Regions from separate parts of the Danio rerio genome. Here region 1 is linked to region 2. Evidence: chromatin contacts called from public HiChIP or PLAC-seq data. All regions are on one chromosome and are shown on one strand. Each heading gives the region's core, a stretch centred on a gene start, on an enhancer-like site or on the middle of the called end of the contact. The rest is flanking DNA. Distances are from core to core; before and after follow the strand shown. Region 1 holds the start of cxxc5a (CXXC finger protein 5a). Region 2 overlaps zgc:100829.

Evidence for each region. HiChIP or PLAC-seq counts read pairs in DNA pulled down with a chosen protein or histone mark.
Region 1: a contact with region 2 is called in an H3K4me3 HiChIP or PLAC-seq map of gastrula embryo, with 7 times the contacts expected there. The contact joins the promoter of cxxc5a here to the enhancer-like site in region 2. A contact is called at or near these places in 6 of 18 Hi-C or Micro-C datasets (embryo, fibroblasts, hematopoietic stem cells and 2 more) and 3 of 4 datasets of contacts at active chromatin or transcription factors (embryo, gastrula embryo and pancreas).

What each region holds. Positions count from the first base shown.
Region 1 is chr21:32,008,949-32,015,615 of GRCz12tu, reverse strand. It overlaps cxxc5a (CXXC finger protein 5a), which reads left to right and starts at 1,951. Exons shown (of 3, transcript XR_012397226.1): 1 at 1,951-2,193.
Region 2 is chr21:31,875,443-31,883,019 of GRCz12tu, reverse strand. zgc:100829 reads right to left here. Exons shown (of 8, transcript NM_001003543.2): 7 at 5,134-5,308. Among named protein-coding and RNA genes, the nearest start is that of zgc:100829, 37 kb to the right of the region's middle. Within about 2 kb of position 2,114, at least 27 of the 62 cell types and tissues checked have an H3K27ac peak or open chromatin away from gene starts, as enhancers often do. A contact at or near this core is called in gastrula embryo, hematopoietic stem cells, pancreas and 1 more, where this site is marked.

The sequences.
Region 1 (6,667 bases), core at 702-3,201, 130 kb before region 2:
TTACAGTAAATGTCTGTAATTTAAAATCCATTAATTTACATTCACCCTATCTGCTATTAAACAGTGACATTAAGTGCATAAAAATAGTGTGTTCAGTCTTCACGTCATGGATGCATGGATACTAGATTACAGTCCACTTGTTAAGTGTGACGTCACATGAAGCGGCTTCCGGGTCCAAGTGCTCTATCAAACTGCATGGGGAGACTCAACAAATGGTGATAATAAATGTTTACAAATGATGTAATACTTTCAAAAATCACGATCGCAAGATATCCATGCCTAATATCCGATTGCCAGAAAGTGATTAATATTTAAAAAAAATATTAAAATGTTGATGTCTGTGATGCGGCGACACAGTGGCGCAGTAGGTAGTGCTGTTGCCACACAGCAAAGTCACTGGTTCGAGCCTCAGCTGGGTCAGTTGGCGTTTCTGAGTGGAATTTCCACGTTCTCCCTGCGTTCGCGTGGGTTTCCTCCAGGTTTCCCCCACAGTCCAAAGACATGCGGTACAGGTGAAATGGGTAGGTTAAAATTGTCCATAGTGAATGAGTGTGTGTGTGGATTTTTTCCAGAGATGGGTTGCGGCTGGAAGGGCATCTGCTGCGTAAAAACGTGCTGGATAAGTTGGCGGTTCATTCCGCTGTGGCGACCCCGAATAAATAAAGGGAATAATCCGACAAGAAAATGAATGAATGAATGTCTTTGATGCAGAAAATTCAGACAATGTTGTGTAGGCTACATTATGATACTTTATAAAATTCACTTTAATGTGTGATATGACTAAAAAGTGGTCATAAGCGAATATATTCGCGGCTTGGACCTGAAAACAGTATTTCATTTTTCACGACTTAACAAGTGGATGGTCTATAGGATCACATGTGCGCAGATGCATAGTGTTTATTTACAAAGTGACATCGCCTACTACTGGTGTGGCATGAACAGTGATTTTAGTCGAATTCATTAATCTGTGTGAACAAGCATTTGTTCTGACAACACTTGTCGACATGTCAGAATGTAAAACTGGGGAAAATTTTGTATCACTTTCTTGTCACATGATAATGGCAAATTGCCTGAAGCTCGTGTAACAGCCGATGATGTTGGCTTTTTAAAACTTAAATGAATAATAATTAAAAAAAATCATTAAACCCTTTTTTTTAAAGAAATTATATTCAGTTTATGTTGGGCTACTTAATGATATCATCCAACTTACTATTAGTATAATTACAAAGTGAAATCAACTGTGATGGATTAACTTGTTATTTATTTCTAAAATATTTAATTTTAATACTCACAGATCATTGATTAACCACCACTGATATAGGTAAAAAGCACCCCATAAAATTTTGGTAGCAGCTGGAATGTACTTGGGGATTTATTGACACCAAGCCTAAAATCATAAAAAAATATATTATTATTATATTATTTGCATAACAAAGTTTCTAAAAGCGCAAGACATAATGCACTTTTAATACTTTATTATTTCATATTAATTTATTCCGTCGAGCAATACATAAAAACATCCCAAAATGAAAACAAATAGTAGGATTACAAAGTCATGCAGTCACCACGTGCATCCTTCTGACATTGTTTGATGGTAAATATGAATGTGTTGAAGGGAAGTTCAGTCTTAAAGCGGTATGACGACATATCAACTTTTGCTCCTGGAGAAAAAAAATCACAGGCTGCTCAGCGCACAGAGAAACAGAAGCGACACAGATCTCCTTCCGTCACATTAACCCGCAAATCATTCACAAAGCACGTGCACATCGAGAAACACCCTTTAGTTTAAGGTCCGACATTTAAAACGTCGGCGAAAAGAAGCGCCGCGTAAACGCGAGATGTCTTTGTTTATCTGTGTATTTTCTCCGCCTCAGCGTCGCCGAAAGTCCAGTTCGGTTTTTACGTGAAGCTCCAAAAATCTATGAAATGTGTTTGCATGTTCTTCTGGATGTAGAGGTGGGATTGCGAGAATCGAAAGGTTGGTGAGCCCACACGCTCAGCTTCCCAGAAAGTACGTTTAGCAATAATTCACCATTCTCTTCCTCACGCGCTCGGCTCGGTCGAAGGCTCCATGATTTCTGGAAGTCGAGAATAAGCTTTTTCTCCCTTCTTTTTGCCATCAATCTCAACGACAGGCTTGGAGAAGGGGCGCTCGGACAGTGGAAGCCCTCCCCTCCGCTCGGATCTGCCTTGGTAGGTGCGAATAAAAAAGGGGCCAGTGTTTGCAAATATGCAGATACATGGAAAGGGGGGAATCATACTTTGTTGAAGTCTGCTCAAAGTTGGGATGTCATCTTCCTAACGATTTCGTTGGCTGGGAGAACGGGAGAATGATTGTGCCGTACATTGTCAGGCGTGCTGCTGCAGACCGTTCACTGGCACCGCAGAGACCCAGGTTTCAGATCATTGAGTCTAGACAAAAGGTATTTTTGTGCTGCTTTAATGTCAAATTAAATAAGGATCCGACTCGTAATTAAGCGACCGCGCAATATTGGCTCGTTCTCGCAAATCTGAGCTTTATTTTCCTATGGAAACGCGCTCGCGCTTCCCAGGAAGTAATATCGCTTTGACTCTGTACAACGCGATTTAATCAATTGTCAGAATATACAAATCGTAAATGTATTTAAATGCTTTGGTGGGCTGTGCAAACTTATCACTCTCTTGAATAATTTGCTAGTAAAATTATGATGCCGATGACGTTTATGATAGTTGCTCCTCCAGCATGTAACGACAGGTGGTATTGTAGTTGATGATGCGTTATGTTATAGACGCGGAACTTTTGCTCTTCCAGCAGCTGCACACCTGTGCGTTACTAAAACGCTGTGCTCTTGAATATTGCTGTATATCGTTAAATAGAGGGTGTCTTGAATGTATTTGCAGTTTGATGTTTAGTCGCTCGTGATTTGAGGTGATTTGTGCAACTCGTCGCGGTGGGATTAGGCAAAAATGTGCGCTTCATTGTTCGCTGAGAGGATATTATCAGGCTGATGTCGCCGCGGAGAGCGCGCGGGGATTTACTGCTGCAGTCCGCGGCCGACAGCGCACGGCGCTCATGCACGCACTGTTTGTGTGATTGCCAGTCATTAACTTTCACTATGACGCAAAGAGTTGGAGAAGTTTTCAAGCGCATTTAACTTTGAGCTATGCAAATGCGCACAGGGACGCTCGGCAAAGTCCACATCTGGATAGGAAAACATGAATTATTGTCAGCGTCCGCTGGATCTCGTGCGCGAGAGTGTTCGTGTGTAGCGCTTGCGTGTGAGAGCGTGCATGCGTGAGTATGTGTGTGTGTGTGTGTGAAGCAGTGTGAGGAAGAAAGACAGCGGCAGGGGGAGATAGATAGGTGTGTGTGCGTGTGGTGTGTGTGTGTGTGTGTGTGTCTTGGGGGAGATATTACGTTGGACTCCGCATCACCTGAATTACTCGATATCTGCTTGCGTGACGTTTCCAAGTAACCTCACAGTGATTTTTTCCCTCCTTTCAAAAGCGTCAGCAGTCCGGTTTAGTGGCATGGTTTATCCATTAGGCTGCATTATTTTTGTTTTGGAATAATAATAGATTTTAGTTTAGTGTTCTGGATTGATTAATTCTAATGTGATTTAAAAACGAATAATTTATCATGTTTGGAATTACAAATAATGAATAAATATACTCATGAAATAATTTTAAGTAAATACAAAAGTTAATTAATCAACCTTATATAAACATAAGCAAGCACCAGGTCTAAAATTATCTTTCATAATTGCTAAAATCTAGTAAAAACGTTTTAGTGAGTTACAACAATACTCACTAGCTGGCCGGTAACTTAAAATTTGTAAATAATTATTATAATGCGATATAATTTAGCTTCTAAATTTTAATTTTTCAGCATTATTATAAAACTGCAAATAATTATTTTAATGCCTTCCGTGATAGCACACATACGCCACAAAGATCTTGTGTTGGTGTTTGTGTTTACATATGGAACACAATGGATTTGCTGAGCGTTTGCTCATCTTCAGTATGCCTGCAAGATGCTAATTAAACTTATAGACTATGTCTTTAGGATGTTTAGGATTTTAAATGATCATAAAATGTTTATTAGATGATTGTACACAGCAGATATTTTCCTGATGAAATGTTCTTTAAACACACTTTGCTAAATGCTATCGGGGCTAGAATTTGGATTAGCTGCTAAACTTTAGCATGAGTATCAGTTTGCAGAAACTTCTATCATCACTTTAGTATGTGATGTGGTTTAGCCACTAAAAATGTTAGCATAATTACATCACAAAATCACAAAGACTTTGAATGCCTAAGAAAATAAATATGGCTATAGCTATTAAACTTTAATGTGATTTAATATCACAAAGATTTGTATAATTGCAACTTTAGCATGCTTTAGCCTAAACTTTATTATGATTATAAAATCACAAAGACTGGACTATTTGTAATGTGAAGTGCGGCACTGTAATTTTCATACAGTTTTATGGCCACCAAAAATATATAAGTCATCACCATTAACGAATGTTATACTTCATTTATATTGCTAAAAATGTAAACTCTTTTTCACTGCAAGACTTTCCCTATTGTTATTCAATAGTGGAAGGACCAATTAGCCGCGTGTTTGTCCCTAGGGAAGAGTCACGAGCTCTCTCAGCAAACAGCTTCACATGACATATTACCATTAGAGGCCTTGCAAACTTAAATATGCATAAATGAATACATTTTGTCAGTTAACATAAATGTTTAAATAGTCCACTGTGGAGACATATCCAATGTTTCTTCCAATTAATAAGCTGAGATATCATTTTCATAACATGTACCATATAAAACAGCGCAGTGTGAGTGTCAACATATGCAAAGGCACATCGTGACCATCACTAATTGCTGAATTTGTCAGATGGAAATTAGAGAAGGAACAATGATTGCGATTTAAAGATTTTAAGGATTTACAGGAAGGCAAAGTTTAATATTTCCAGACCATCCTCTCCAATGGCTGTTTGGGTGTAATTAGCCATTACTAGACTTCCTTCCTTTTAATGTAGCGATATCAGTCATAAAAATCTCCAGACACATCTTTATGTAGCTATTATCTTGTGCTTTAGTACATTAATGATTCTGCTGAATATGTGTGTAGCCGATATCAGAGACACACAGCTTTTATACTTTTTGACACTCATTATGCAGTTAATAAATGCTGACCAAATCAGATTAACTTTACACCTTGCCTTTGGCATTTTAATATTTTAACAGCCATTACCCTTACATAAATGAACCATGCTTTTAATAAAACCCCAAAACACATGTTTATTGCAGATAAATTATGGTAACCACACATTAACCACGGTTTGCTACATTAACTACAGCTTAAACATGGTATTTGTAGCAAAACTGTGGTTATACAAATAATAACCATTTTCCAAAAAAAAAAAAAAAACTATGAAACATTAACTATGAAGATGGTTAGTTGTAGTAAAGTTAATATGATTATTTTTACTTCAAGTACATTAAGAAATTAATGCATAAAACACATAATTGTTGTGCTGGATAATCGTTTCATTGCTATATGACTTTAGCACAATTTAATTTAGTCAAACCTAATCGGTATGATTACAAAAGTGTTTACATCTGTGTTAATTGATCTGGCATACTTGAATCTGATTGGTCAAAGACTATAGAATACACAAGATGTGTCACTCGTATACTCGTTTTGAATGGGCAGTAGTGTAACGGTCCATTTTGCGAATGAAGCCCTGCCTTTTAGTACTGTACTGCTATAGTCGCTATAGACTGAGGATTCTCCAGGGGAAGTTCTCGGACCAGACGTGAGTTTTTGCAGATTTTGTGATATTCGAACATTTAGAAATAAAACTAAAGATACAGTTGTTGTTGTCTAATTTTATTGGTGATTCCTAATAAGAAATGTAATCGTAAGCTTGGCAAGCAATTTTGGTGATATTAATGTTGGCCCTATCAAACAGAATGCCTGAGCATACTGTCCGAGAGGTGTTTCAAAAGAGGTGTTTCAAAGATGGACACAAAGTGAAATGACTTGCCTTAAAGGGACTTTAACACAAGCTTATCTGGGTATTTTGAATCATCTTGATTGTTAGTGATTATATTTATATATTTATATGCTCATCTCTGTCAATCCAGTATTCTTGACTGTTTGGTGCCGTCATGCCACTGAATAAAATAATAACAATAATTATAATAATAATAATGATAATGATGATAATAATAATAATAATAATAATAATAATAATAATAATAATAATAATAATAATAATAATAATGATAATAATAGTAGTAGTAGGTTAGTGTAGGCTGCATCCAGGCTTTTGTTATAAGAACACATTTGCTTTCTGTAAGCTTTAGTTTAATATTAAAGAGCTTGTAAATTATTATTGATCAAATAATTTTTTTTGTGTCTAATAGATCAGTTTTGCTGCAGATAACTTTGTAGTTAAAGGGATATTGTATATCCAGCAAGTTGTTTTTTCACAGAATAAAGCCCTTTATTCGTATACAGCTGCCTGTCAGGCTTCATGTTAAAGATAAAGTACATCCAGGAGGTTGTTCTCTTAGAATAGAGCCTGACAGGCTTATCGGCAGCCAGATTCAAATGAGAGTGCTGGTCTATAAGACTGAAGGGCTTTAAATAACCCTGCTTGATGTACTTTAT
Region 2 (7,577 bases), core at 865-3,364:
AATCTCTATTGTACTGCATTGTATGGAGAGAGAGTCACATCATCGATGACGTAGGCATGCTCAAGCTCTGAAGGCAAAAAAATTCTATGTGAGTGTGGGCCGAGATGGAGAGGAGAGAGAGAAGTGTGACAACTTTGCCTCGTGTGAGTACACTCTAAAAGGTAAGGGTCAGGACACACCAAGTTGACGCCAACAACTGGCATCAATGAAACCCAACTGTGTTGTCACCTCACATTGGATTGCATATGGACAAAAAGCTGCATGTGAACACACCAAACAGAAGAAAGCCGACTGAAACTAGAGCCGCGTTCTGCAAAGACACGTCTTTTTGTGTGGAGGGTAGTGTATTCTTATTTCACAAAGGGAAATCGAATTTCTGATGCACAGACAAACCATAAACAAATTAGCATTTGGTACCTTTATAACAGAAAATAGGTGCATCCAAAATTGCATACTTATATGCCGTTTTGAAGTATAAATAGTGTAAGTTCACACTAAAAACTGTAAATAATAAGTTCACTTTAATTACCTGCATGATGCACTTATTCAATCGTTAAAATGAAGTGTGGAATGATGGAAACTTGATGCACTCAAAAGTCGCAGCTTTGCTCATGAAGCGGAAGGGGCGGAGCAATCGGGCGCACATGTTGGATTACATCATTTATTTCTCAAAGCAAAATTCTCCTATGAGAGTGATTATAGCACCTCCTGATGATGAATGTGGTTAGACTCATGGCAGGTATTATTTGCTACTTTAGTCATTTATTTTACTAATTTGGCAACCGTCAAATGTCACCTGGGAAATGGTTTGAATTTCGGCTTAGGAAAAAAAATGTTAGCATTTCATTTGGGATGACACTGCATACATATACTATGCTGTTGAAGGTGTAAGTGCATATGTACATAGTGCATAAGTGCATAGTGTGCAATTTGGGACACAGCTATTGTCACTCAGCATAGAGCGATTTGAATATTTGAGAAATGGAGCAAAATTACAGCAGGCGTCTTCGTGTTCCTTCTTGACTTGAACTGTTTACTTGCTATACAATACACTCGTGCTCTGTTTCGTTGCTGTGTAACCAGTCAGAGCGCACTCTTCACCTGACTGTCCTATGCAGATTTGACATGCTGGATCGGGCCAACAAGATTTCATCTTTAGTTCTATAACGCTTTTACAATGCAGATTATGTCAAAGCAGCTTAACCTAGAAGTTGTAGTAGATTGAAATTAAAATAGTTTTTAGAGAGTTCAGTTCAGTCTGGTTTAATTTTCACTGCTGAAAGTCCAAACACTGGGAAGCAAATACATCGATGCGCAGCTCCACAAGTCCCAAACCAAGCAAGCCAGTGGCAACAGTGATGAGGAACAAACTTCACCAACTGACGAAAGTGAAGGAAAAAACTATTTCTACTCTGGTCGAAGATCCGACATTAACTTGATGAGAGCTGATATATGGAACACACCAAACCAACTAGCCTAAGCGACAGACCGACAAAGCCCAACGGCTGACCCTCAGCTTGGTGTGTCCTGACTCTATATAACCATGATCAAATACAGGTCTACACAGAAACCAAGCAATAACAATTCTCTATTAGGAATGAGAGGTTGAACTTTATTTTGGATGAAGTTTTAGACTGCTCGAGTAAGATCTTCACTTCATTTTACCTCAGATTTTTTATATTTTGTTAAATATGCACAACAATTATCCAATCACAGCAGTGGGCATTTACTTGAGTCTGTAATCCACCAAACCCATTCAAACAGCTTGTTCAAATAACGAAGGTCAAAACACCCCCCAAAATAATATATTCCTTCTATATCAAGATGTTTTTAATGTAAAAAAAAAAAAAAAAACTTGATAAATTTATCAGCAGACCTTACAGATCATTAAAAAGGCAGTTCGTGATCTGTTTAAAAGCACGCTATCTCTTTAAATGCCCCCACCACTGTGAGCGAGGAGGGTTAGAAGTGGGGCAGAGGGCAGAATTCCGGAGCGGCATGTCTGTGCGCTGAGCCGGGCCGCGGGGGGGTCACGCCTGCCAGGGGGAGCATGAGGAGGAGGAAGGGGGAGGCTGGGGGCCCTGTCACTTATCAGCTCCGGCCGAGCGTCGCCCAGGGCCAGAGTCGGGAAGCAGCGCTGGAATGTGTGTCCTTCCCTCTGAAGGTGAAGTGAAGGGACTCACACTCACACAGACACACTCTCAAATGCTCACGCACACACAAACACACACACACACACTCACTCACGTGCGTGCAGAGACGGAACGAGCAGCTGTGGGAAGCTGTTGCATTCACGCACATGCCAGGATGAACATGTACGCTACTCACACACATTTCCGTGATTTGCGCGTTTTGGAGCTGAGCTACAAAATAAAAAACTATTCAATTATACCCATATTTTTTATTTGCATAATTACATTTTTTGTGCATCGAATTCTTAGAGTAGGTGATAAGATATTATATTCACACACACACACACATACACAAAAATAAAAGAGTTCGTTTACTTTACCTGCTCTAGGTAATATGGGGACATGGAGGGTTTTTGGAGTTTATGGGCTGTATTTTGTTTGTATGTCCAGCAGGGGGCGCAACACCAACTACAGGAATTGTGTGTGCAATTTCTAATAATGCACACTGGATGGCGCAGGTTTTGGGTTTGGAGTGAGTCATAACATCTGCTGAGGTAGGACAGTGTTCAGAACGAATGCTCATTGAAGAAAAACACCCATGAGCTGATCAAGAGCTCGTTTTTGGATGAACTTGAGAAGATTTTAGACAAATACGAAGCCAAAAGATATCAGCTGTAGGTTTTTGTAGATTCTTGTTTCTGGCTTTTGTCCTTTCTGCTTTCTGACTCAGAAATTGTGCAGGCAGCTGTCATACAAACAAGTATCATTTATAATATAGTATAATGTACTATAATAAGATAATATAATTTAATAAAGTATAAGTGTTTTTTATGTTTACTGCATTATGACTCAGCTTAAATTTCTTTTTTCAAAATTAAATAAAAACATTGACATTTAAACTACACGCTTATTGTAGTTATTGCACATAATTAGGATTAGATGATAAATCAATTTTAACTCACTTTTCTTTCCAAAAATAATTTTAACATTTACAATTAAGTGAGTATTTCCAGTGGCAATTTTCATATCTGGTACTGTAAAGGCTAATTCACACTACAGTGACACTGATGAAACCTGACCAATTGTTTTGGTAGATTAGTGCGTTTTCTTGGTCAGATCTTATTTTCACCAACTGAACATGCTGAATCGACAATTGTCATGTAGTAGATTGTCCTGAAAATGACATGCGTAAACCAGTAGCCATTGACTTCAGTAGAAGGAAAACATACAATGGGCGGGTTGTGAGACATTTGGTTCAGAAAACATTCTGGGGGTGGGGTTTGCATGATACGCTGGGAGCTATTGGCGGTAAAAACCCTGGCTCGCACTGGCCCGACAGTGGAAATGCAGCTTATAAAAGCAATGGTTACAGGTTTCCAGCTTTCTTCAAAATAACTTCATTTGTGTTCAACAGATGAAATAAAGTCAAACAGGTTTAAAACAAGTAAATGGAACGTAAATAATGGCAGAATTTTAATTTTTGGGTGAATTATTAAAGGGTTAATGATTAATTAAATAATTGATTGCAAATTAAATTTAAAAATAAAAATGTGATTTTTTTGGAATTAAAATAGCATCTCACCATATCCTTCAACCCTCCTGTTTTTCCCAGGAATCTCCCGTATTTTAAATTCTATCCCGATATCATCTTGTAAAGATATTTTCCCGTATTTCTCCAAGATTTTCATCTTTCTATGAAGGGTGCGTTCACACTTAGTTCCAAGATGACAAAATGGAAAGACGTACGCACATCACGGTAATTGTGCTTCTAGTGAATCTTTTGATTTTGATAACATACAGAGAGCGAGATGTGTCTATTTGCCGCAAATAATATTAAAAACATAACGCAATGTCTGCAGACGTTGTTTTTGGAGGAGACATTATCACTGTGTTTGCCCTGGCTCAGTCCCGCTTGTCACCAAGGTAACGTTTGGTGATACACAGACATACACACATTAATGAACATTATGAAAACTACAGTTTTTTACAATTGGCAGTTCACTTCTGTTCTTTGGTACAATTACATTCATATCAGAAGTGAACTCGACCAGAGTACGCACGAACTATACCACAGACCATCTCTTTCAGGCAGGCTCGGGTACAGTTCATGGGAGTGCACCCCAGTTCAGATGACATCGTTCACTTTAGCTAAATGTACCGCTCTCTGACGTCAAATTAACCCGGGTGTGGACCAAAAGTGCAAGTGTGAAAACACCCTGAAGAGCTGAGCCGATCCTCCCTATTACAAAACTCATACCGCCGAACCACCAGGGGATGCCCTTGACTCTTAAATGTGAATCTGATCTGTGCTTTCATTTTATTTAGGCATGAAAACACTTTGAAATAAATATAAAAACTTCCCTTTTTTAATAAATATAAAGAGATTCCCCTTTTTTCCATTACTGGCGGCGCTGCCACTCGTATGCAATCCTCAAAACAGTCAGTTCATGTAGCAGTGTCTAAAACCTTTCCACAGTGATAAATAGACACTGTTTCCCAAACAGATCCTGTACATGCTATTTAAAAAAAGCGAAAGTGGACACTGGGGTTTGTGTGTGTGTTTGAACAGACATACACACATAATATTAAAATTATTATTTCCTACTTCACACCCCAATGTTGACAGGTGCATTTCACATGTTTGGAAACTTCATTCTTGATGTTACTGTAACTTTCAAAGAAAAATATTCAAAAATCTTCTTTCATGATCATAATACTTTAATAGAAGCATAAATATTGTTTTGTAATAATTGGAGATCCTTAACAATATTACCATTTTAATACATGAAGTAAATTAAACATCTCACTGCCAAGATCAATGAACACCAGGGATACAGTGGCAGATAATGGTGATAATTCCAGTGTCAAATGAAACGACTTACTCTCATACCAGCACACGACAGATCCGCAGAAACAAATTCTCCCTGACTATGGAATTATTAACAGATAATAAATTATAAATAATACAAATTCTGGTAGCTAGCGGAAAAAGGTGTCTCACCTCTGCTAGAGTGTGTTTTAGGGGTGTCTTGGGGATGCAGTCTGGTCTCGTCCTCTGTGCTGAGGGCCGCGGGTGTCTGGAGGCTGGAACTCGAATGGGCCTGATAGCAGATTGAGGACAGCAGTGCTGAGTCATTATCCTGAGAGCGTCCTGAATCAGCCTCCTCTCTGCACTCCTGCCATACAGACAAGTACAGCATAGCAGGACTCAATACAGTACAATACAATACAAGCATGATTAATGCCTTAAATATCCCACAAGGGATACATGCACACTTGTTACCATCTTGGTTATTTCTTAAGCTAGCCTCAAAAAAAAAAAAAAAAAGAAGTATTTTTTTTTTTATATGGCTATAGTCTAGAAAGGTAATTAATAATCATTTAATTTTTTTGTAATTAGGTTCACTAGTCATTAGGTTGACTGTTGTTGTCTTTAAATATCCCACAGGGAATAAATAGACACATCTTGACAATTTCTTGAATTCAAGCTTTTTAGACTTGTCACTTGAGAAGCAGACATTTTTTACCTAACAAATTTCAGAATATTTCAGTAACAGAAATAATTGATATTTCAATACATGCATCATATTACATTCTTCCAACACCAAATGCTCTTTTTCTATGGTTTTCAAACAAATTTATATGATCACATTTCTCAAAGAGTTTAAGGGCAAATAAAAAAAAAAAAAAGAGTATCATCTAATGAAGCTGAAATTCAAATATATCTTTGGAATCTCAAGTATGAGGACCATAAAACATGAAATACTGCAAGGTATACAGTAAAATATAAAAGGTCAAATAAAACATGAGCCCTGAAATAAAATGTATTAAAATAAAAAGTCTAAAAATATTCAAATAAAAATTATAGCATATAATAAAGAGCAAAAACAGAGACAACACACACACAAACATATTAAAGTTTATTTATGAAAAACATTAAAGGAAATAGTGGCCTGACACAATACACACACACAAAAATCCATCCATCCATCTCACCCTGCAGTCCAAGATCGGTTACTTCCTGAAGCTAAGCATGGCTGAGCCTGGTCAGTATTTAGAAGGGAGACCACATGGACAAAACTAGGTTACTGTTGGAAGAGGTGCTAGTGAGGCCAGCAGAGGGCGCTCAATCTGTGGTCTATGTGAGTCCTAATGCCCCAGTATAGCAAAGGGAACACTATACTGTCAGTGAGCGCTGTCTTTTGGATGAGACATTAAACTGGGGTCCTGACTCCCTGTGTTCATTAAAAATACTATGGCATTTCCTGTGAAGAGTAGGGGTGTGTGGGCGCCAGTGTAGTGGTTAGGGCATTGACACATGCACTCCGGTGCTCACAGAGACCTGAGTTCGATTCCGCCTCGTGGTCTTATGCCGATCCTTTCCCTCTCTCTGCTTCCCATGCTTTCCTGTCAAATCTCTCTACTTTCATATCCAATAAAGGTAAAAACCGTGAAAAAATAATAATAATAAAAAAAAAAAAATAAAAAAAAAAAAGAGTAGGGGTCCAGGCCAAATCTCTCCATCGGCCCTTACCCATCAGCCTTACTCCAAATCATCCCCATCCACTGAACTGGCTCTATCACCGTCTCTCCACGCCACCTATAGCTGGTGTGGTGAGCACACTGGCGCCACTGTCCTGTGGCTGCCGATGCATTGACCAGGTGGATGTTGCATCCTGGTGGTGGTGTGAAGAGAGCCCCCTCATGATTGTGAAGCACTTTGGGTGTATGGCCATACATGATAAATGCACTATATAAATACACACATTACATCCATCCATCCATCTATTTAGCTGTCTATCTATCTAATACAGTGCTGTAAAATGAACTAAAAAAAATAGAATAATGAAATAAAACAGCAACCTAAAATAAAACATACAATAACCTAAGTAGCCAAACAAATAAATAATTAAATAAGACAGCCTTGAATAGAAAGAAAAAAAGAAGAAGCTTAAAATAAAATAAAAACCTAACAGCTTAAAACAAACTACTAGCCCAAACAAAATCAAAAATAAAATCAAGCAAAATGCATCTGAAGCTGGCAAAAACAGCTGATACTGCACTGCTGAACTGTAACAAGCACAGACCGTGTTTAGTGTTTAAAATCATGTAAAGTGTTAAGACTTGCCCTGCCCAGGGGCTTGTGGACACTGAGGGCTAAATCTGTGCTGGGAAGAGACAGAAATGGAAAAAGAGGGAAAGAAAGGTCCCTGCCCGAACCCCAGGAGACAGAGCCACAATCCCATCCATCTGTGACTGACAGGAGCCCGCTTTAATTCCCTGATCAACTTTATCAACCATCTGCTCTTCACAAACTCAGGGACCCAAATCAGCCCCTGGGCTCTTTCAGGTCCTGTGGTAGAGCAAGCACACACAGCCTGACTGTCCTCATGCTCTTTGACACACAGGACACACTCAGAAAAACACACACTTTCAGAGAATCAT